Regions from separate parts of the Mus musculus genome. Here regions 2, 3 and 4 are each linked to region 1. The links are chromatin contacts, called in public promoter capture Hi-C maps. All regions are on one chromosome and are shown on one strand. Each heading gives the region's core, a stretch centred on a gene start, on an enhancer-like site or on the middle of the called end of the contact. The rest is flanking DNA. Distances are from core to core; before and after follow the strand shown. Region 1 holds the start of Sycp2 (synaptonemal complex protein 2). Region 2 holds the start of 4930591A17Rik (RIKEN cDNA 4930591A17 gene). Region 3 overlaps Taf4 (TATA-box binding protein associated factor 4). Region 4 overlaps Cdh4 (cadherin 4).

Evidence for each region. Promoter capture Hi-C pulls out the DNA fragments that hold promoters and counts their contacts.
Region 2: a promoter capture Hi-C map of the 3T3-L1 cell line shows a contact between it and region 1, with 7 times the contacts expected there. The contact joins the promoter of 4930591A17Rik here to the promoter of Sycp2 in region 1. A contact is called at or near these places in 9 of 39 promoter capture datasets (the 3T3-L1 cell line, cranial neural crest, embryonic stem cells and 5 more).
Region 3: a promoter capture Hi-C map of embryonic stem cells shows a contact between it and region 1, with 4 times the contacts expected there. The contact joins the enhancer-like site here to the promoter of Sycp2 in region 1. A contact is called at or near these places in 4 of 39 promoter capture datasets (the 3T3-L1 cell line, 3T3-L1-derived adipocytes, embryonic stem cells and 1 more).
Region 4: a contact with region 1 is called in a promoter capture Hi-C map of embryonic stem cells, with 3 times the contacts expected there. The contact joins the enhancer-like site here to the promoter of Sycp2 in region 1. A contact is called at or near these places in 4 of 39 promoter capture datasets (embryonic stem cells, hippocampal neurons, liver and 1 more) and 1 of 115 datasets of contacts at active chromatin or transcription factors (forebrain).

Annotation. Positions count from the first base shown.
Region 1 is chr2:178,404,634-178,409,779 of GRCm38.p6, reverse strand. It overlaps Sycp2 (synaptonemal complex protein 2), which reads left to right and starts at 2,122. Exons shown (of 44, transcript NM_177191.3): 1 at 2,122-2,233; 2 at 5,074-5,132. The coding sequence starts at 5,109.
Region 2 is chr2:179,413,076-179,417,768 of GRCm38.p6, reverse strand. 4930591A17Rik (RIKEN cDNA 4930591A17 gene) reads right to left here and starts at 2,833. Exons shown (of 3, transcript NM_026596.2): 1 at 2,669-2,833; 2 at 1,849-2,009; 3 at 889-1,297. The coding sequence starts at 1,929. The coding sequence ends at 995.
Region 3 is chr2:179,926,461-179,931,539 of GRCm38.p6, reverse strand. Taf4 (TATA-box binding protein associated factor 4) reads left to right here. Exons shown (of 15, transcript NM_001081092.1): 8 at 2,116-2,263. Among named protein-coding and RNA genes, the nearest start is that of Taf4, 48 kb to the left of the region's middle. Within about 2 kb of position 2,224, at least 13 of the 459 cell types and tissues checked have an H3K27ac peak or open chromatin away from gene starts, as enhancers often do. A contact at or near this core is called in embryonic stem cells, where this site is marked.
Region 4 is chr2:179,567,988-179,572,753 of GRCm38.p6, reverse strand. The region is part of intron 2 of Cdh4 (cadherin 4); the gene reads right to left. Among named protein-coding and RNA genes, the nearest start is that of Gm52541, 48 kb to the right of the region's middle. Within about 2 kb of position 1,368, at least 48 of the 459 cell types and tissues checked have an H3K27ac peak or open chromatin away from gene starts, as enhancers often do. A contact at or near this core is called in embryonic stem cells, where this site is marked.

The sequences.
Region 1 (5,146 bases), core at 873-3,372:
GAGTTGTCTTACTTTTCTATTACTGCAATAAAGCAAAGTGACCAAAAGACGCTCTGAGAGGAAAAGGTCTCTTTCCTCAGTCAGTCACTGAAGGAAGTCAGGGCAGGAATTCAAGGTAGGGCCAGAAGCAAAAGCCATAGAGGAGTACTGCTTACTGACTTTCTCCTCCCTGCCCCAGCAGCTTACTGAGGCTGCCTTCTTACCCACCCCAGGATCTTGGGGAGGGAGAGACATTGCCTGCAGTGAGCAAAGCCCTTCTATATCAATTGTTAATTAATACCCTGAAGGCTTGCCTAGGGGACCATCTTCTGGAGGCTTTTATCAATTAAGATTCCCTCTTCCCAGATAACATCTAGGTTTGTGTCAAATTGACAAATTGACTTAGATACTTTGTTTATTCATGTTACTGTTTAAAGACACGGTTTTTTTTGTTTTGTTTTTGTTTTTTGTTTTTTTGTTTTTTGGTTTTTTTTTTTTTTTTTTTTGTCTCTATAACAAGCAGCTAGTTGAGAAATCACTAGATTGCATCATGGAGGATGGTAAGTCTATTACAAGAAAGCCCAGTGTGAAGATGATGATGTAAGTCTCTGGTGATGAGGTTGACACACTCTGATCTTACATGTTGTATTATATACTGTTAGTACTTAAGTCATTCAAAAAAATCATTGAAAACTAATTATCTGAAACACCCTCTAAAAGCCTGTCAACTGTTCAGGTTGTTTTACATTTTTTTTGTTTTGTTTTAATTAGGATCTCCTTGGACCTGTAATTCCAGCCATTCAGGAAACTGAGGCAGGAGGATCTCAAGTTCAAGTTGCCCACCTGAGCACCTTAGATCCTGTCTCAGAAAGTATAAAGAAAGCTGGAAATATAAATCAATGGTAGACCACTTGTCTGGCATGCATGAGACTCTCAGTTCAGTGAGGAGTGGGTTCAAAATTCAGTTTAACAAGGCACAAAGTTGGAATGATGTTTGTAATTCTAGCTAAGCCAAAGGTAGAAACGCTGTAGGTTTTATTCTGTGATTTGAACACACACACACAAACATACACACACACTTTTTTCAAGCACATTCCAAAGCATAATTAAATCAGAAAGGGGTGCTGGCCACTGAGCATCACAGCTGTCATCTTCATGAGAGCAGCTGTTACTATTGTTATGACTTGAGAAACATTGACCTGTTGACTATTGACATTCCTTCAAAGAATTGGGTGCAGTGGTCACTGGGCTGTCAGCTGATTCTCTCCCTCTCCAGCTAGATGTAATTCTGCGGTAATTGCACTTGGCTCGTCGGCTTGGGTGCTGCTAGGGTATATAAGGGGTGGAAGGGTGCCTCAGGGAGTGTAGCATCTCTGCTGGTACAACTATGGGGAAGCCATCATTAATCATCCATGCTGGGCTTAGGTTATCCGGTGATACGGCCGCTTCGATGTCACTTGCATCCTGTAAGGAAGCCGGGCAAGGTCTGTTATTTAAGCTAGACATGGGTGGAACCCTGCCTTTGGGCTGTCATTGGAGCTCTATGTGGGGTAAGTAGACATTAGATCTCATGCCCCAGGAACAGCTAAGGATGCATACCAACCACAACTGAGGGGCACACTAGCAAAATCATCTGCTTTATGTATTTTTAAACAACCATTGCCTTTTTAGATAAAAAATAAAGATACTAATAATAAATACCATTTTAAACTTTGATTTGGCACCACCTATATCAATATTTAACTCTCTTCACGTGAAGCCATGGAGTTTCCACTAGATCATAGGATAACCGAAGGGTTGAATAAAGCAGTTATTGTCTGTCACGGCAATGCAAAGCAGGCAGCATCGTGCATGATGGTGAAATTTGTCAAAAGACGGGGCCACCATGTTATAAATTTAGGGCACAGGGAAAATGGAGGCGCCACAGCACTCCCCTATGGCCTGGGCATGAGGATTGCCTAGTTGAGGGGTGGTGGAGTCCCACAGTGACTGCAGGTTCTCCTAACCGCCATGTTTCCTCCCTAGGTGGAACTGGCACGGCACAGCGCCCCCTGCTGGCAGGCGGTTCCCCAGCGCAGCATCACCACTCTGGGCGGGGCTCAGAATAGGAAAGCAGCTGGAGAGCCCTACAGACTGCTTTCCATCACTTCCGGCTGACCCATCGTGGACAGGGCAGGGGTCATCGGAAGTGGGGCAACCGACCGACCCTTCCCAGAAGCGCTGCGTGTGCGCCCACAGCCTAAAGTGTCTGCGGGTAAGGGGCGTGGCCTGGGTGGCTGGCTGGCTCTGATTGGGCGAGCGCTTCCCACTTTCCGTTGGCGCCCGGGAGGCGAGGAGGCGCCATTACTCGACGGCCCTTGCGGGCGGAGGCGGTTGCCAGGTTGCGGTGTGCTGCGCTGTAGGTGGGGCAGGTCAGCGGGGTGGCCGTGATGAGGACACGCGGTGTGGGCGGCACTGGTCACGCCAATCCAGGGCAACCATACAGGGAGGAGTTTGTGAGGAGTTTGTGAGGCGCGAGGCCCCGGCGGCCTGGGCTGTGGTAAAGAGCGTGACCACGTGGCTGCGCCTGGAGTCGGGGGAGGCCTCAGTTTAGTCCTGACGGAGTCCCCAAGTCCCTAAGCATGCGCAGTGTGTGTGCTGGGGGCGGGGCGGGCACCAGGGGCTTGGCCTCAGGGGCTTCCTCGGCGCTCTTGGTTGGCCTCTAGTACCTGGAAGGCCATGTGGGTCCGGTCCCTCAGCCCGGATGAGGACCCACCTCCCTCCCCCAGCTTTGTCAGGGGACTGCGCGCGCATGTGCAAAGCCTGCTCACGTGTGCAAGCTTTGTGCGCATGTGCTTGAGTGTTGGCTTAACTCATGGGTGTTCTGCAATGTCCCTTGTGTCTCCCTACTTCTGAGTTGCTCTGGGATCAGTCGTCCTATAATCATCGGGCCATGCTGAAAGCCTGCTAGTTGGACCCAAGCCTGTTTGGGAAAAGTTCGGTGCTTCCTTTCCTGGTTCATTTATGAGCGCCATAACGAACTTTTAAAAGTCTTCCCCAGGGCAGGAAAAAGCTTTGTTTAGCTTCCCCTTTGACTTGTACATGGTTGGCTTATTTGACAGGTAGCACAAAAGAACTGGTTTTGAAAGCTTTGTTGAAGTCAGCATTCATGTAATGTGCTGAGTGCGTATGTAACCAGGTTATCTCCCCCCCCACCTTTAAAAATCCAACTATATAGATACTAAAATTTCCTTTTCCTTGGTTGGCTCCTTTGTACAAAGGAAGACTAGAAAATAGAACCATCTGGCTAGCATAATATATTTTTTGGCCATAATTATTCTGTGCTGTGTGTAGATGGCTCAGAGCACTTGGGGGAAATTGCATTACTTCCAATTGTTTTAGTTGTGAAACATTATCACAGGGTTGCACTGAACAGCTGCTGGCCCCAAGGAAACGATACACGAGATGTCTACAATATATTTTAAGTGTCAACTGTTTTAAATCACATTTTCAAATTGGAAATGAAATAAAATGTTATGGATTTCAATTTCATTGATATACTTTAACTGCAGTAAAATGTAAAAGGGGATATAAAGGTAGTTTTATGACTAATGGCAAAATATCTACTCTGAATGTATTCACTATGGATATTTGATAGTGGGCTGGTGATTTTTGGATAGGTAATAAAGACCTACTTAATTTATAAATCAGTATATTTTATATATTCTCATTTTCTAACAACCACTGTTAAATAACCACTTTTTAACAATCATTAGGATTGAAACAATACATACTTTCAAAGTATGTTAAATGAGTATATTTTCATAGAAACATGTATTTTTTAATATTTTCTGCCATATTAGATTTTCCTTAGAATTAACTATTGGCCTTATGTAGTAATCTTAAAATGCCTAAGCAATTTAACATTTTTAATAAATGTTACTCTACTTTGTAGTAATGAGCTTACCCAATATTCTAATGGTTGCTTGCTAGCCAACTGCTACAACAAAGATTTTTCTATGAGGTAATTTAAGATAAAAGAGGCTCTATTAAAAAAAAGAAAAAAGTTTATGATCTGGAAGAAGGTAGCCTGGAGATAAAATGATTATGTGTCTGAGGCTAGCTTGTAAAAAGGAAGCTCTTTTCTTTTCCAAAGCTCTCTTTTTTTCTTTTGGTAAGTTTTACTCCCCATTCCTACATTTTTTCTCGCTGTTGAAATAAATAATCCATGTTCATAGATCTAGTATGTGAATTCTTCTACCCTTTTATTTTTAGCACATACACAGATGTCCTTTACAGAGTTTAGCTTGCTCCTGTGAGTATTTTAATTTCTCACAAATACTCTCTAGAGGGATCATCTATGTCTTATTTCACTTTTCATTTTACCCTGTTTTGAACAGGGTCTTGTGAGATAAAGACTGGCTGATTAAACTACATGTTTAAATATTCAGTTGCATTCTGTGAACATTGCTTCTGTTTACCTAATTTCTCCCTACCATACCAACAAAGGCAGAGGTTTTTTTTTTTTCCTGAAAAAAAAAACCAAAAAACTGCTGATAGTGGCAGTGCTACAATAAATATTAAGTATTCTTTTTATACTTTTAGGTTTTTGTAAAATGTATACCTAGAAATGGAACTACATGTTATAGAACATAGACAAAATTTTTGCCTATCTGCTCTACTTTTTTCAAAGTACAATTATTGATACCCATTGTTTTCTATTTTTCATATTAACAGACTTTTTAGTTTTTGCCATCCTAGTAAGTGTTGGAGCTGGTTGTTTTAGTTAGAACTTCTGTTATAGGGGTAGCATCTTGTCCTTCTATTAGCCACTTTATTTTCAAGTTTCTCCTTTTCTGAGTGATTAGTGTTCTTTTATCTTTTCCACTTTTATACTTTTCTCCTTGGTTTCTCAGTTCTTCAAAATTGTTTTAATGTATGTCTTAGGAGCAAAACTAGACATTTTTATGATAAAATATACAATTTAAAGTATATGTAAAAAGGGTTAAGAAACTATTCTATTTGGTATAAGAACACTGAATATCATGTTTTAAGAGTTTAAACTGTAAACATATTGAACACATGATAAGATATATAAAATGTTTTCTCTCATAGGTGTTTGTCTTCTCCTATTCTTAAATGAGTTCAAAATGCCAGTGAGACCAGACCTCCAAGTATGTAGTTCCTA
Region 2 (4,693 bases), core at 1,584-4,083, 1.0 Mb before region 1:
TCATTATTTGAACCTGAACTGTGCCCGTCCAGGCTCATGTGTTCCAACACACGGCATCCAAATGGTGGCGCTGTTTTGGGAGCTTATGGAACATTTTGGGGCTGGGATCTAATTGGTAGATCAACAGAGGCAAGCCTGATCTCTTGGCCGGTCTCCTCTTCACCATGATATGAACAGGCCTGCCACATCTTCCTGCTGCCATGCCTCACCATGAGGAATGGAGATCTTCTCAAACCCTGAGACAAAACAAACCAGTCCTCCTATAAGTCACTCAGCCATGGCCTCTCAGCTAAGTACAAAGAAAAGCAAGGTTGTGTCGATATTCCTTCTTCATGCTTGCACCACACCGCTGAGTTAGTATTTTGGGGGCTTTCTTCCTTGCACTCCTCTGCCCCTTCTGTGACTCTCGAGTGGTGGTACCTTATTTATTGATTAATCTTCAACACAGAGTCCTCTGTAGCCAGCCCATCACAGCCCGTGACAAATAGAGTTTGTCTAATGATACTAGTTTTCCAGTGTGATAGTTAAGGAGATTATTTAATGAGGCTGAAGCCAATGTTACTTAACATAACATTACAGCATTATTTAATAAAACAAATTTTAAAGCGATGCCAGGGAATTAAGTGCATAACTCTCATTATTGTGAATGGTTGTTGCATACCTAATTCCCCTGCTCAGCATACTGAAACTCGGCCGCAGCTCCTCCTCCTATGGAAATGAGCTCCCGAGCATCTGCGCAAAGCATGCTGGCCGGCCACGGGTATAAATAACCACAGTGTTGTTTCTTTGTGTATGCAGAAATTAGCCCTGACCCTGATAGAGGTAACGTCTGCATATAGATTCAATTTGACAATTAGTGGCATGTAAGGGTCATTACCAAGGAAATGAGGTAAACATCTAATTAGTTTTTATTGACTTTCACACCCTGGATGTAAATCTTGGGAACAGGTAGGACTCATCACCCGCTAGGGCCTCAACGCTGGCATTTATGTGTTCAGTGAGATGGTTTATGTGTCCAGTGGCAGCTGCTGAGTGCGCAGGCTTGAAGAGGACGCACTTTGCCTGGAACACGGGTGGCGAGTGACGCTCTCTGTAACAAGCCTTGGGCTGTGTGCGTTACTCTTGACTTCAGTGAGAAGAACTGAAGAATCTGGGGTTCAGAGATGGGGAAAAGTCTGGCTGGAACAGAGGCAGCCTCTGATGTTCTCTCGGTGACCATGAGTAGCACAAAAGAGCATGCTGGGAGCTCGCCTGAACATGTAAGGCTAGCCTTTCTTGGTTGAGCCTTGGCTAACCTCTTTAAAAAAAAAAAAAAAAAAAAAAAAACCTGGGTTGATCATAGAGTGAAGAGAACATATTAGTCTATATACAATGGAGACATCATCAACATAAGCATAATGTGCCCACTCCCAGGTACCTGCCCCTCATCTTTACTCTTCTGCCTGTGGAAGGGAGTGCTTCTTCATCCTCACTAGCTACAAACACACCTGGTGCTGCTCAGCAAGGCTCAGGACACTGTGAGCCGTCAGTGCCAATCTGAGACGGAACAGATAAATGACTTCACGGTGGACACACCCACACGAGCTGCTTCCAGAACACGTTAAGAGGATGTGAATGCAATGTATCGGGCCAAGAAGGCAGCGAAGGGAGGAAAAGAGTTTGTTTTCCAAATCCCAGCCCTCAAGTCTGGAAGGCGTTTTGTACAGTGTAAAGAAAATCAACTCAGACTAAATAAAGGAAGTGTGACTTCATGCCTTTGGTATTAGGCACATGGAAATCATTAGTTGAAGGTCCCAAGTATATATGCTCAGAAGGGGCTTCAGTACCATTACTTGTATGAATACTTACTCTGTGTGTGTCCCAGTGTGGCTGGCCCAGGGGATGCGGGAGCTCATTCAGGTGAGTAGAGAGAATGTCACCCATCTGCATTTATATATCACGAGTCACAATTCCTGCCGGTTCCCAGAGGGACGTTTTTTTATTCCTGTGCAGTGTGGTGGCAGCTGGATCTGGGGTGAGTTAGACAAAATTTAAGTTTGTATCAACGTGGTAGAAGGAGCCTGGGCGTGTGCTTGGGACATAGCCACACATGGTCATTCTGGAGGTCATGTATGTTCGGCTCTTCGGTCGATCAGCTTAGCACCCTGCCTTTAGACTGCTGAGCCTCAGCTGTGGCACAAAGACGGAGAAAAGCATGAAGAAGCCTTGTTGGGTCTCTCAGCCCATAACCCATGGAGTCCAGCATGTTGATTTGGCTTACCCTCTTTAGAGAGAATACGACCAGCTTGGCAGATGCTATGGTGTTCCAATAGCATAGGAGTTCTCCCAGACAGAAAGTAGTGTTGCCAAGGGTCTCATGCATTCTAGCATGAAGTTCTAGCAGGAAGTCAGGCAACTGTGTGGATGAAAGCTGCAGCCAGAGGGAGGTGGAGAGGGAAATGTACATTCCAGACATTTCTGGGTCAAGCTGGGCAGATTTAATGACTTGGTAGAGATAGCAGGTGTCAGAGAAAGAAGGTGACGTGTAAGCATGAGAGGCTGAGTGCTGGACTGGAAACCACTTTCCCCATTTCAGACACTGGGGTGAGTGGAGTTTCCAAGAACAGGAAGCCAGAAGCGGCTTGTTACAGTGCCAGGGAAGGTCACACAAGAGCGAGATCCATCCTACCTGAAGAGGCCCAAACTCAGCCGGATGCAGAAGAGGGACTGTGAGATGCAGCCATCAAAGTCAAGCGAAGAATGGTATACAAACGACCAATGTGTTGGCCGCCATGGGAAATGAAGCCGTGAGGCATCCAGGATATCCCCTAACTGCAAGGTAAAGCCAGGACCCAGAAGGCTTTGGGGCAGATCATGTGACCACCAAACTGGGAATGCTGGGAACAGAGGAAGGGCAGTGGAACAGCCGAGCTGGCTGAAGGAGACTCCAGTGGTCCAGGCTCCACGCAACGGTAGCATAGGAAGAAAGATGAAAACTTATCCCATCAAATAGGGGGACGAAAATCCATGTGCATAACCACATTCAGCCTTGCCAAACAACTAACTTCTAAACAACCAAATAAATACGAGTTAGGCAGGAAAAAGCTTTTTTTTTTTTTTTTTTTTTTTTTTTTTTTTTTAAAGTGTAGAATTATCGGCCCCTGAAGGAGCGGGATGAAATGAGTCTTCCCAGCCACAGTGATCAGAACTGATTGAGGCAAGGACATCAATGGATGCTCACAGCACGCGATGAAGGAGCCCGCTGGAGAGGTTGTCTACACCACCGAGAAGTCCAGTGTCATGGTTACTTATTAATTACTGAGGGCAAAGGAGGACTTAATAAGCCGGGAGGCTGACAGACACTCCAGAGTGGTGATCAAGCTCAAGAGACTGAACAAAGGACTTGGTGACTTCTTAAACCCCAGTGGACTGCGCAGTAAGGGGACATTGCCTCACGAACACGATTATCCAGGATCAGATCACATAAGTACAATTGAGGGGTCGTCTGCAAATTAATTACCCAGATGTACCAGGAGATCAGTGCCTTAGCAGAAAATAGAGACGAAGTCTGGGGAGCTATTCCAGATTCGAGGGGATTAAAGGAATCGTGCAACCCAAAGAATTTCTGATCCTTAATTACCCTGGATTTTTTTCCTGGATTAAAAATTAAAGCAGATATAAAAAGAATTATTGAGACAATTGGAAAAAATTGACTATGGAAATAATTTCAGATGATAAGATCGGGTCCTATAACTGTCGCCAGGGTGGAAGCACAGTGAGTGATACTGTGTCACGTTGGGCAAGAGAAGGCTCGTTTGTTTTTCCCCCTGCTTTTCATGTGTTTGCATGTGTCTCTGTGTGTATGTGTGTATGTATGTATGTATGTGTGTGTATATATATATATATATATATATGCATGTGTGTATATGTGTGCATATTGTATATGTATGTGTATATGTGTGTATGCATATATGTATGTATGTGTGTATTTTGTATGTAACTGTGTGTTTGTATGTGTGTATATTGTATGTGTGTATTTTTGTATGTGTGTATATAGGTGTGTATGTATATAGGTGTGTATTATGTATGTATATGTGTGTATGTATTTATGAGTATATGGGTATATGTATGTGTATACATATGTGTATGTATAAGTGAGTATTATGTATGCATATGTGTGTATGTATGTGTATATGGGTGTATGTATGTGTACTCATGTGTGTATATGTGTGTATGTGTATATATGCCTGTGTATATACGTATGTATGCATGTATTTATATATGTCTGTCTATATATATGTGTGTATGCATATGTGTATATATATGTGTGTGTATGTATGTACATATGTATGTCTATATGTGTGTATATATTCATGTGTGTATATGTGTGTGAATTTATGTATGTATGTACATGGATATATATACATATATATGTGTGTGTGTGTGTGTGAATGTACCTGAGGTTGATAGCAGTGACCACTGCTGAGTGCTCTTCCATCTTATTCGTCACTCAGTGTCTCTCAATCAAACATAGATCTAACCAATAGACTGACTCTTGTTCACCAGTTCATCCTGGGGATTGTGGTCTCCTCCTGCTGAGGTTGGGACTGCAGCCAAGTCAGCACAGCTGTCCAGGATTTACACTGCTTTCTGAGGGGGTGTGGCAAGGGATCGGGAACTCTGCTCCTCATGCTTGTATAGCAAGTATTTTAAC
Region 3 (5,079 bases), core at 975-3,474, 1.5 Mb before region 1:
GCTTTGTCTGATTTGCATTCCTTCACCAGAGGCAGGATGGCTCTTCACTGTGAGTTGCACTCAGAGTATGTGTACACCTGCCGTAAACAGCATAGCCTCACCACACATGAAAGGCAAACTTGAAAGGGGCTGTATAGTACTGTGTTGCAGAGCATTTATGAGGTCTTAGGTTTAATTCCCAGCTCTGGGTGGTGTGGATGACAGACGATTGGAATTGTTGTAAATGCAGCTTAGGAATGAGTAGTTGTAGGTGGTACAGTGCTGTCTGCAGGGTGGGTGTTATGGAGGCCAGACTCCTGGGTGCTGGCTGGCCTGTTAGAGCTTGCTTTTGTCTTTACTCTGTTGGTAGTGAGAAGAGTTGAGAGCAGGCTGAAGGACCACACCTGAGCAGGTTTTCTCAGTGGGCAGATGTTCCTGTGTCCTTTGCTTTCACATGGTTTCAGGAGGGACCTGAGCAGTCAGCACCCTGATTTACCCAGAAGGCAGTTCTGTGGAAGAGCATGCCCTCTCTGTGAGGGTCTCACCTCCAGTCCTGGTTCTGTCAGTTGTAGCCTTGAGTGCTAGATTGCGTGCAGAGCCATTTCCATTGGGTTGGTTTTAACTGTCAATTTGGAATAACGTAGAATCATCTGGGAAGAGCGTTCTTAATGAGAAATTATCTAGATCAGAATGGCATGTAGGTGTGCCTGTGGGGAATGTCTTGGATTTTTGACTGATGTAGGAAGACTTAACCCTGATTGTTGGTGGCACAGAAAGCTAACTGCACAGAAGGGCACAGACAGGCAACATGGCTACATTTGTTTCTCTTGACTGTAGATGTGCTGTGACTAGTCTCAGTTGTTGCCTCTGTGACTTCCCTGCAGGGATAAACTGTGACCAGGAATTGTAAGCCAAATAACCCTCTTCCATCAGTTACTCCGTCAGGCTGTTTAATCGGTGTCACATGTTATACTAGAACAGTGACTTTTCTTTTCACATATGGGAACATGGTGTGTTCAGCCACCTGGTCACTGCTGTGTGCTGTCTTGACCCCCCTCTTATACCCCAGTCTCTGCTTATACCTTTGTGTACAGCTGAGGCAGATAGGTCAACTTCATGCAAACTTGGGCCTGAGGCCAGGGGATCTCAGAACCCATGGAAGTGAGCCACTTTTCTGTATCTCCATTTAATGGCTTCTCAGTGTAAAGCCCTGGCCTGAGTTGCTGTGGGCTTGCCCATCTTGTCTGGTGTGAGCACCGTGTTCTGTTGCAAAAACAGTTCTGGTGCAGGCCTCAACCTCAGCCCTTTACAAGTGTCCTGTTACATGTGTTGCTCAATGAAAACACAGCCACCATTTTTTTTTAAAGCAGAGTTGGAGTTCAAATCCTAGAAGGGTTTCAGAACCCTGCAGACACTGTGATACTGTGTACACCACCAGCCACACAAAAAGGCTCCTTTATATAAACTAGAATTCTTCCAGGGAAGCTCTTAGCTCAGAGATTTATGGTCGGGCCATCAGGGAGCTTCCTGTGGGCCAAGGCTGTACGCAGGACAGCAGAGCTGAGCAGGCCCTGCAGTGTGGACCAACCACCCTTGGGCTATGCATGGTTCTGAGGTGGACAGGCTGTGTTTGGACAGAGAACCAAGTTCAGGGTAGGACTTGGAGAGCCATCTTCACTCCAGTAGAAAAATAATCTGACCTTAAACAGAATTTAGAATAGAAATAAGTCATTTGACGTATGTCCATCAGGTAACAGTGTCAGTCTGCTGACAGGCTGGGAAATCCATGTTCCTTGTGGGGCCTGAGCTCGGTAAACTTTGTTTTGCTGCTGCCCTCTAGGCTATGTGTGGGGTCCTGAGTTTCATGTGCTCCGTGTACTTGCTCTGCTGTATTGTGGCCTGGTGTGGCACCATTCTGTCTTTGTCTAAATCTTTTGAAGCTGTGTGCAGAGGCTTGTTGGAGACTTGTTGGGCCAGGCTTTTTTAGATGTGGAATGAGGTGTACATCTGGACTTCCTGGAGCTTCTGGCAGGGCAAGGTTGGGGTAGCGCCAATGAAGCAAATAGCTGGCTTCATGGGTCAGTGCGGTGGCCCCTAGGATGTGTGTGCTCATGCACTATGCTGGCTGTGCCCCAGGTGATCCAGCAGCCCCCGAAGCCTGGAGCCTTGATCCGGCCCCCGCAGGTGACCTTGACGCAGACACCCATGGTCGCATTGCGGCAGCCTCACAACCGGATCATGCTCACCACACCACAGCAGATCCAACTGAACCAGCTGCAGCCAGGTGAGGCCCCGGCTGCTGCCACCCAGGACTGGCTTGTCCCGGAAATGGCCAGTTGTGGGACTGCTACTTGATTTCATTTAATCGTTGTGATAAAATTAATTTACGCACATTGCTCAGTGACTTCATTTATGAGGTTTGTGCAAGCCATTACCCTTGTCAACGTGATTTTTAAATTCCCTGAATTGTATACATTACATGGTTAGTATCTATTAGATACTTCTAGCTAGACCTTCTAGCTGCCTGTCTCCCTCCCTGGGTGGGCAGGCAGGCAGCCAGGCCCCTGCGGCTCAGACCCTCTCACACCTTGTGCAGTGGTCTGCATGATCTCAGCCCTCCTCTCTCCCTCTCCCCTTTCCTCTGGCTTCCCTCCTTCTCTCCCTGTTGCCCTGTTTTTCCTAGAGTTAGTATAGATCGTGTGGTATGAATGTTGTTCCCACCCTCTAAAAGCCTATAAAAAAACAGGAAGCTGCTTTGTTCGTGGGGTTTGAAGGGAAGGTGTTCTCTCTCTCCAAGGCCCAATCATGCTGCCTATGGTGTGACACCGCCTCTGAGGCTCTTCCCATTTCAAGGCCTGGTCATGATAGAGTTTCTGCTGATGTGTAATTCTGTATTAGCTCTTTCCACCAGACATAAGTAAGGCCTTTAGATGATAACCCCCCCCCCCCCCAAGGCAGCCTCACTGTGTTACCCTTGCCCTAAACTCATGGGCTCCAGAAATTCTCCTGCTTCAGTCTCCTAGGTGAAACTTTAAATATATAGCATATATTTGCTTACTCTTAGTCCCTCTCAGGAGTCATTCTTGTACTTTAACAGTTGGAGGGAGCTGGGAGTGGTGGTGCACACCTTTAATCCCAGCACTCAAGGGCAGCCTGGTCTTCAGAGTGAGTTCCAGGACAGCCAAGGCTACACAGAGAAACCTTGTCTGTCCCCCTCCCCCCATCCCCCAAAAGAGTTTAGAGAAATATAGGCCAGAACATGCATGAGGAATGCAACTAAACCTTAAAAAAACAAACTTAGGATTTAAGTGTTAGCTACATACAGTTTAAACTTTTATCTTTAAACCTTGTTGTAAGTTATTGTATCCTTTGAGATTTCAGTTAGAAAGCCACAAGGGGAGAGGCGGGCACGAGCATGCATGCACACACACACACACACACACACACACACACACACACGCACACGGCAAATATACATACATACAACACGTGTATGTATATATATATGACACATATACACATATTTGGCACATGTATGTATGAGACATATACATATAACACACATGTGTATATATGGCACATATATATGCCAAGCATACATATATACATATAATACATACATATATATGACACATATATGGCACACATGCACACATGACATACATACAACACACATGTATATATGTCACAATACATACATACAATGTGTGTGTATATGGCACATACACATATATGATATATATATATATACATATATATAAAATATATATATGACACACAATATATAATGCATACATATATACATATAACACACACATATACATATATATGGCACACATATACAGGGCATATACAACATAACACACATGTGTACACTTGATACATACATATGGCACACATACATACATATAAAATACACATGTATATATATTTAACACACACACACACACATATCACGTATGTGTTGTAAAGACACATGAGAATGCTTCTTTAGTCTGTGCAGGTGAGGAAGGGATTCATATAGAGCACGGGGATGGGTTCTGACATAATCAGTGGCACTATCTTGGATTTGCACTATAGTTTTCCTAAGACTTTTTTTTTCCCTCAGGTGTAAGCATGTATTTTTCTTTATCTTTTTAAATCATCACACATATATATAGCATGTTTTGATAAAATCCACCCTCCTGCCCATCTCCCAACTCCTTTGAGACCCAACATCTCCCTTCCAATTCTGTGCATTTAAAAACAAAAACAACAACAACAAAAATGCCTCTTAGTCTGTCGGTGCTGCAGGTTTCGTGCATGGGTACAGGACTATCGACCGGAGCATGAGCAGCCTATCCAGGGCTGCGACCTTGGAGAAACAGCTTGGAGCCCCTTCCTATCCATGCTAGACTTACAAACAATACAAACAAAACACCACAACAACTTTGTTTCCTGTGTGTGGGTGTTTTGCCTGCATGTATGTCTGTATACCATGAGCGTGCCTTGTGTCCCTGAAGACCAGAAGAGGGTGTTGGATCCCCTGAAACTGATGTCAGCCATTATGTGGTTGCTAGGAACTGAACCTAGGTCCTCTGGAAGAGGAAGTGTTCTTAATCACGGAGCCATTTCTCCCTTCCTCTCCTATGCTGGGATTTTAATGGGCTTGATCTTAGCAGATGTTGAATATGCAGCCATAGCTGCTTTGAGTTTATATGTGCAAGGGCCTTTCATATCTAGAAAACAGTTTCCTAGCGGTCTTCCACAGTCTCTTGGCTCTTAGAGTCTTTACACCTCCTCCTTCTGGGTTGATCACTAAGCCTTGAGGGGAGAAGCTGTGGTAAAGGTGTTCCATTTAGGGCTGAGCATACTGCAGTCTCTTATTCTCAGCATTCTGACCAAGGTGTGTGTGTGTGTGTGTGTGTGTGTGTGTGTGTGTGTGTGTGTGTGTGTGTACAGGTGCCCACAGAGTTCAGAAGATGGCATTGAATCCTTGGAGCTGTAGTTGCAGGTGTTATGAACTGGGTGCTGGGAGCCGAGTGTGGGTCCTCTAAAAAGCAGTGCAAGCACTTAGTCACTGAGCAGCCCAGCCCTGTAACTTAAATACGTGTACACTGT
Region 4 (4,766 bases), core at 119-2,618, 1.2 Mb before region 1:
CGTGCAGAAGAGCCAGTTTGAAAAGGCGCATCTCTCTTCTTGGAAGATCCATGCTGCTGAAGGTCTGATTGCAGCCCCTCTCGGGTGGAATGACTGGAGCCTACACATCTTATTTAGTAATCAGTGCCCAATATGAGGATGTCCTGAGCCTGGGGGAGGGAGACGGGTGCTCCCCGAGCCACTGCGGTTTTTTGCTGTGTCACTGGTAAGGAGGACAGCTGCTATTTCTGTGACTAAATGCTATCATTGTGAACACCGTTCCAAAGAAAACAGGTATCTTGCCAGAGGAAAATAACATATGCCAGGAAGGGAAAAAAGTACTCGAAGGTAAATAGACAGGTTTCTTCCTTGGGCCTGGGATTCTGAACAGCCATTTCCCTGCTGGAAAAGCATCCAAGAGAGAGCCAAAAATTGCTGGGTGTGGTGGTGCATGCCTGTAAACCTAGTGCATGAAAAGCTGAGGCAGGAGGATTGCTGTAAGTCACAGACATGCTTGGATTACATAGTGAGTGTCAAGTCAGTCTGGGGTGCAGGGTGAGACTCTGTCTAAAAATCAAACAAATAAGTAAAAAAGGGCAGGGCCTGTGAGCTACCTGGGACAGACAGTGCAGATATAGCTTGCTGGCTGTGTGACCTGTCTACTGCTGGCCCGCTGGCTGCCTCCTTTGAACGCTGGAATTAGGGAGCCTGTGACAGGCTCCATGTGTCTGTCTGCCACTGGGCATGGATGCATAAATTCGTGGTAAATAAATTCACGGTAAAATTCGGGTATGACAAGCAAGGAGGAACACACACAGGAGCAGGAATATGCGAGCGTGCAAGTTGGAACACAAACGCATATGAGCACAGAGCGTGCAAGTTGGAACACAAATACATATGAGCACAGAACCACACATGAATGTAGGCACTGCATGCAAGCAAAGTATGTAGTCTGTGCACATGTGTATGTATGTAAGTAGTTACACTTTAATCCATGTAAACATGCAAATATCTATAAATGTAGGCCTGGTGTGCTTGTGTTAAATGTGTGCATGTATATAAGCATGTGTGTGTGTGTGTGTGTGTGTGTGTGTGAGAGAGAGAGAGAGAGAGAGAGAGAGAGAGAGAGAGAGAGAGCGCACATGTGTGTATGGAGGCCTATGCACACACAGAAGTGGGCAGAGAGGGCCAGGATCCTTCCTGCGTTCTCTAGGGCAGGCAAAGAAACAGCTCTCCTGTTGTGTCCTGAAGAATTTGCTCTCTGTTCCTGGGTCCTGGCAGGAGCTTCTTCAAACTCTTGAGATTTCCTGAGAAGTGGGAGTGCCTTTGTTATGCTAATGAGGTGACTCACTGTTAGCCCCCTATGGGTTTTGTAATGGGGGTTGGGCACAGGAAGACTAACCCCAGGCAGGCAGCTGGAGACTGTGCCAGCCTGGCTCCAAAGGCTGAGATTCCATTCCACCCAATCCAGAAAGCTAACCAATCTTGACTATATGGAGCGTCTGGGAACTCTGAACGCCAAGGTCCATTGGAGCCCCCTGGCAAACAAAGAAGGAAGTACAGGAAGCCCGTAAAGCCACCGCCCTCCTGTGCAAACCTAACCCTACACACACAGGTGATTCAAACAGTGAGTCTAGCTAGTGTGGTCCTGAGTTCTCACACAAGTTCTACGAAATAACCATCCCAGGAGAGCTGTGGGAACTCCAGAGTTTGCAGCCCGCTGTTTGGAAGTGAGGGTGGCCCCAAGATTAGTGTGTGCCCTCAGAAGTAGAGGTGACTTCCGAGACCTTGGTTGCTTCCCCTGTAGAGTGCCAGGGGCTGGAGGAAGTGGAAAGCAGGCCACAGCTGACGTGGTAAGTGATCTCCAGGGCTGGGTGACGTGGGAGCTGAGATAGGAAGGACAGGAAGGGTTGGCCAGCCATGGAAGGGTCCTCAGACACAAGGAACAGCACCCGCTAAGGCCCCTGGAGGGACGGGGTTGGATGAGCTGGGATAAGGGTGGGGAACACAGAGGAAGGTCGAGCTGTATCCACATCATGCCTAGCTAGAAGGACTCCAGAGACTCAGAGGTGAGGGTCCATCCTCCTCGGAGCCAGCACAGAGACAACAGATACAGGGCTCACACCACCAGGGCAGCTAGCTTTCTCAAAGCCTGTTCATGACACCTGTGGACATGTCCTAAAGATTAGGGACCCCTCTGGTAGCTTCCCAGAGAATGCGCAGGCTTCTGGGAGCTGAGAATTCATCTTGTAAGGAGGCTCCACAAGGAAGGTCAAATCCATGTGAATGAAGGCTTAGCAGCCATTCCTGCAGGGCAAAAAAAGCCACCTGAGTTACAGGAGACTTCTCAGGAGCCAGAGACAGCAATATTACTACGGAACTGACCGTGACAAGGGCAAGCCCCCAGAGCTGTGGATCCTGCTCTGCTCACACTGTGTTTACTTTTCCTGTTAATATGCCCTCACGCTTCTGTGCAACTTGCTGGGAGCTCTAAGTGCAGGGGAGCTGGCTGGTCAGCACCTAGGAGCCAAGGTGCACCTACCGGGGCAGGTGATCTGAAGTCCTGAGTGGGGAGCCTTAGATACGAGCCTTCCTGCATCCCCATTGGGTCCAAAGCTCCTTCTCCTGCCTTCTAGGGGCTTCTCTAGAGTCGCCCATGCTGCTCTGGAGAGCCCCAGTGTTCTGTGCAGTGAGTGGATATGATGATGTGAATCGCTCACTGTATGCAGGGATCATCTGTGCCTGGTGGATTACAGTTAGCAGAGAACTCACTCACTGATTCCCAGCTCTGTGGCCTCAGAAGGAAAACCCCATGTTCCCCACCACCTGACCTGAGTGCAGGGCACAATGTGAGGGGTGGCAACAGCTGCAGCCGGCAGGGTCTGTGCTCTGAGGAAGGAGTGAAAGTCCTGACTGCTGGCTGTCACACATCACCAAGGAAGCCCAAGTTATAAACAATGCACAGGCTGACCACTAATAGGTGTGAGGACTTTATGGCAGGAAGCTAGCAGGGGGGAGAGACACAAGTGGGGGAGGTAGGCTGATAAGAAAGCTCTTAAACTTCACAGGGGTCCTCCCCAAGTTGCTGGCCAGGACTCACCAGTTGCAGCTTGGCCCAGTGTACTCTACCTGCTGTTACACCCAGGAGAGAGCCCATATGTGACAGAGGAGGTGGAGCTGGGACTGGCAATGAAGTGTCCTTTGTGCCACTTAAGGCTTTATGAAGTTCGCTAATGTGCTTAGATGAACGCAAGGCAGGTACCTGCTCCCAGGACCGGAGCCATGAAAGCAATTTGCAGTGTAGCTTTTGCTGCTTAGAGTTCCCTGATGTTTCCGCCCCTTCCCAGAGGAGAGCTGGGTTACACGGTTGCCTTCTCTGAAGCAGCCCGATTGGGGCCTCACCACTCGCTGCAAGCTGCAATCTATCTCATAAATGGATCGGAATGCTCTACAAATTACCCACGTTGGTCCCTGGAGGTATCTTTAACTGGGGGCTTAGAGTTGCAAATGAATTCTCCTATGGATGTATTATTCTCTCAAATAGCGCAGAGAGGGGACTGGCTTGTACAATGTCTTCATAGAGCCTGGCTAAATTAGATCATGCAAAATCTAATGAGGCTCATTCAGTGAAACTAAGCAGGTACGAGAGGCAGGCCAGTCCTGACCTGGGCCACTATCCAAGATGAAGCTCCCAGGTGAGTTAATTCTAGGCAATACCGCCTGGTGTGATCTTTGACACTGGGGAGGTGAAGTAACCATGGATACCAGCATCAGTAACTGGAGATCGGCTTGTTCTAGCAGGTATGTTCAACCTGTGGCTTGTGGATCACATGTGTAACAGGATAGCTAGGATGGTGGCTGTTCTAGTTCCATTTCTGAGGCTGTGATAAAAATATCAGGACAGAAAGCAACTTAGGGGAGAAAGGGTTTATTCAGGCTAACACTGCTTTTTAATGCCATCACTGAAGTAAGTCACAAGGCAAGAACTCACACAGCTGGTCACATCACATCCCCAGTAAAGAAAGAGCAGAGAGATATGAATGTACGCAGTGGGGCTGCTTGTTCTCAGTTAGTTTTCTTCCTACTTACACTATTCAAGATCCGCAGCCTAAGGAATGGTGCTGCCCACAGTGGGCTAGGCCTTTTTACATCAATTAACTAACAAGACGATCACCCCACAGACATGCCCACAGACCAACTCAATTTAGAGACCTCTTCATCCAGACTCTCTTCCCAGGTGAGTTTAGGTTGTGTTAAGTCAGCAGTTCAGACTAACAAGCCTGGCAGCCTGGCATCATTTTAGACCACAACATCATGCAATGTAAATACCCATCGTTAGAAGGTAGGCCAGTCTTCTGCTGAATGCTACATGTCACTACCGTGGTGGGGGGAGGAACATGAGAACTTCTGCAAGAAAGGTAGCTTAGACAGGCAGGAGTGCAGCTGTGCAAGCCAAACTCTGAGAGGCTCTCCAACTCACCCACTGGGGAAACCACACTTTGTTTAACTCCTCCCATAAACAGGTGCTTTTACATACATTAGGGTCAAGTAGACCGAGTATTAATGAGAATGGACACCTGCGGGGGGAGGGGGGCTCTCTTTTGTACTACAGGCTCTCAAGCACCTTGTCTTCCTTTTCTCCCCAGCCCTGCACCCCAGTCTCCCTCTTCCTTGTACATGGCACCCAGTCCGCACAAAGGGCTTCACACCCAGACCGTAGCACATTGCACTTTACCATGAGCTGAAGTGATTTTCAAGAGAGATCTTGACATTCGCAATCAAAATTC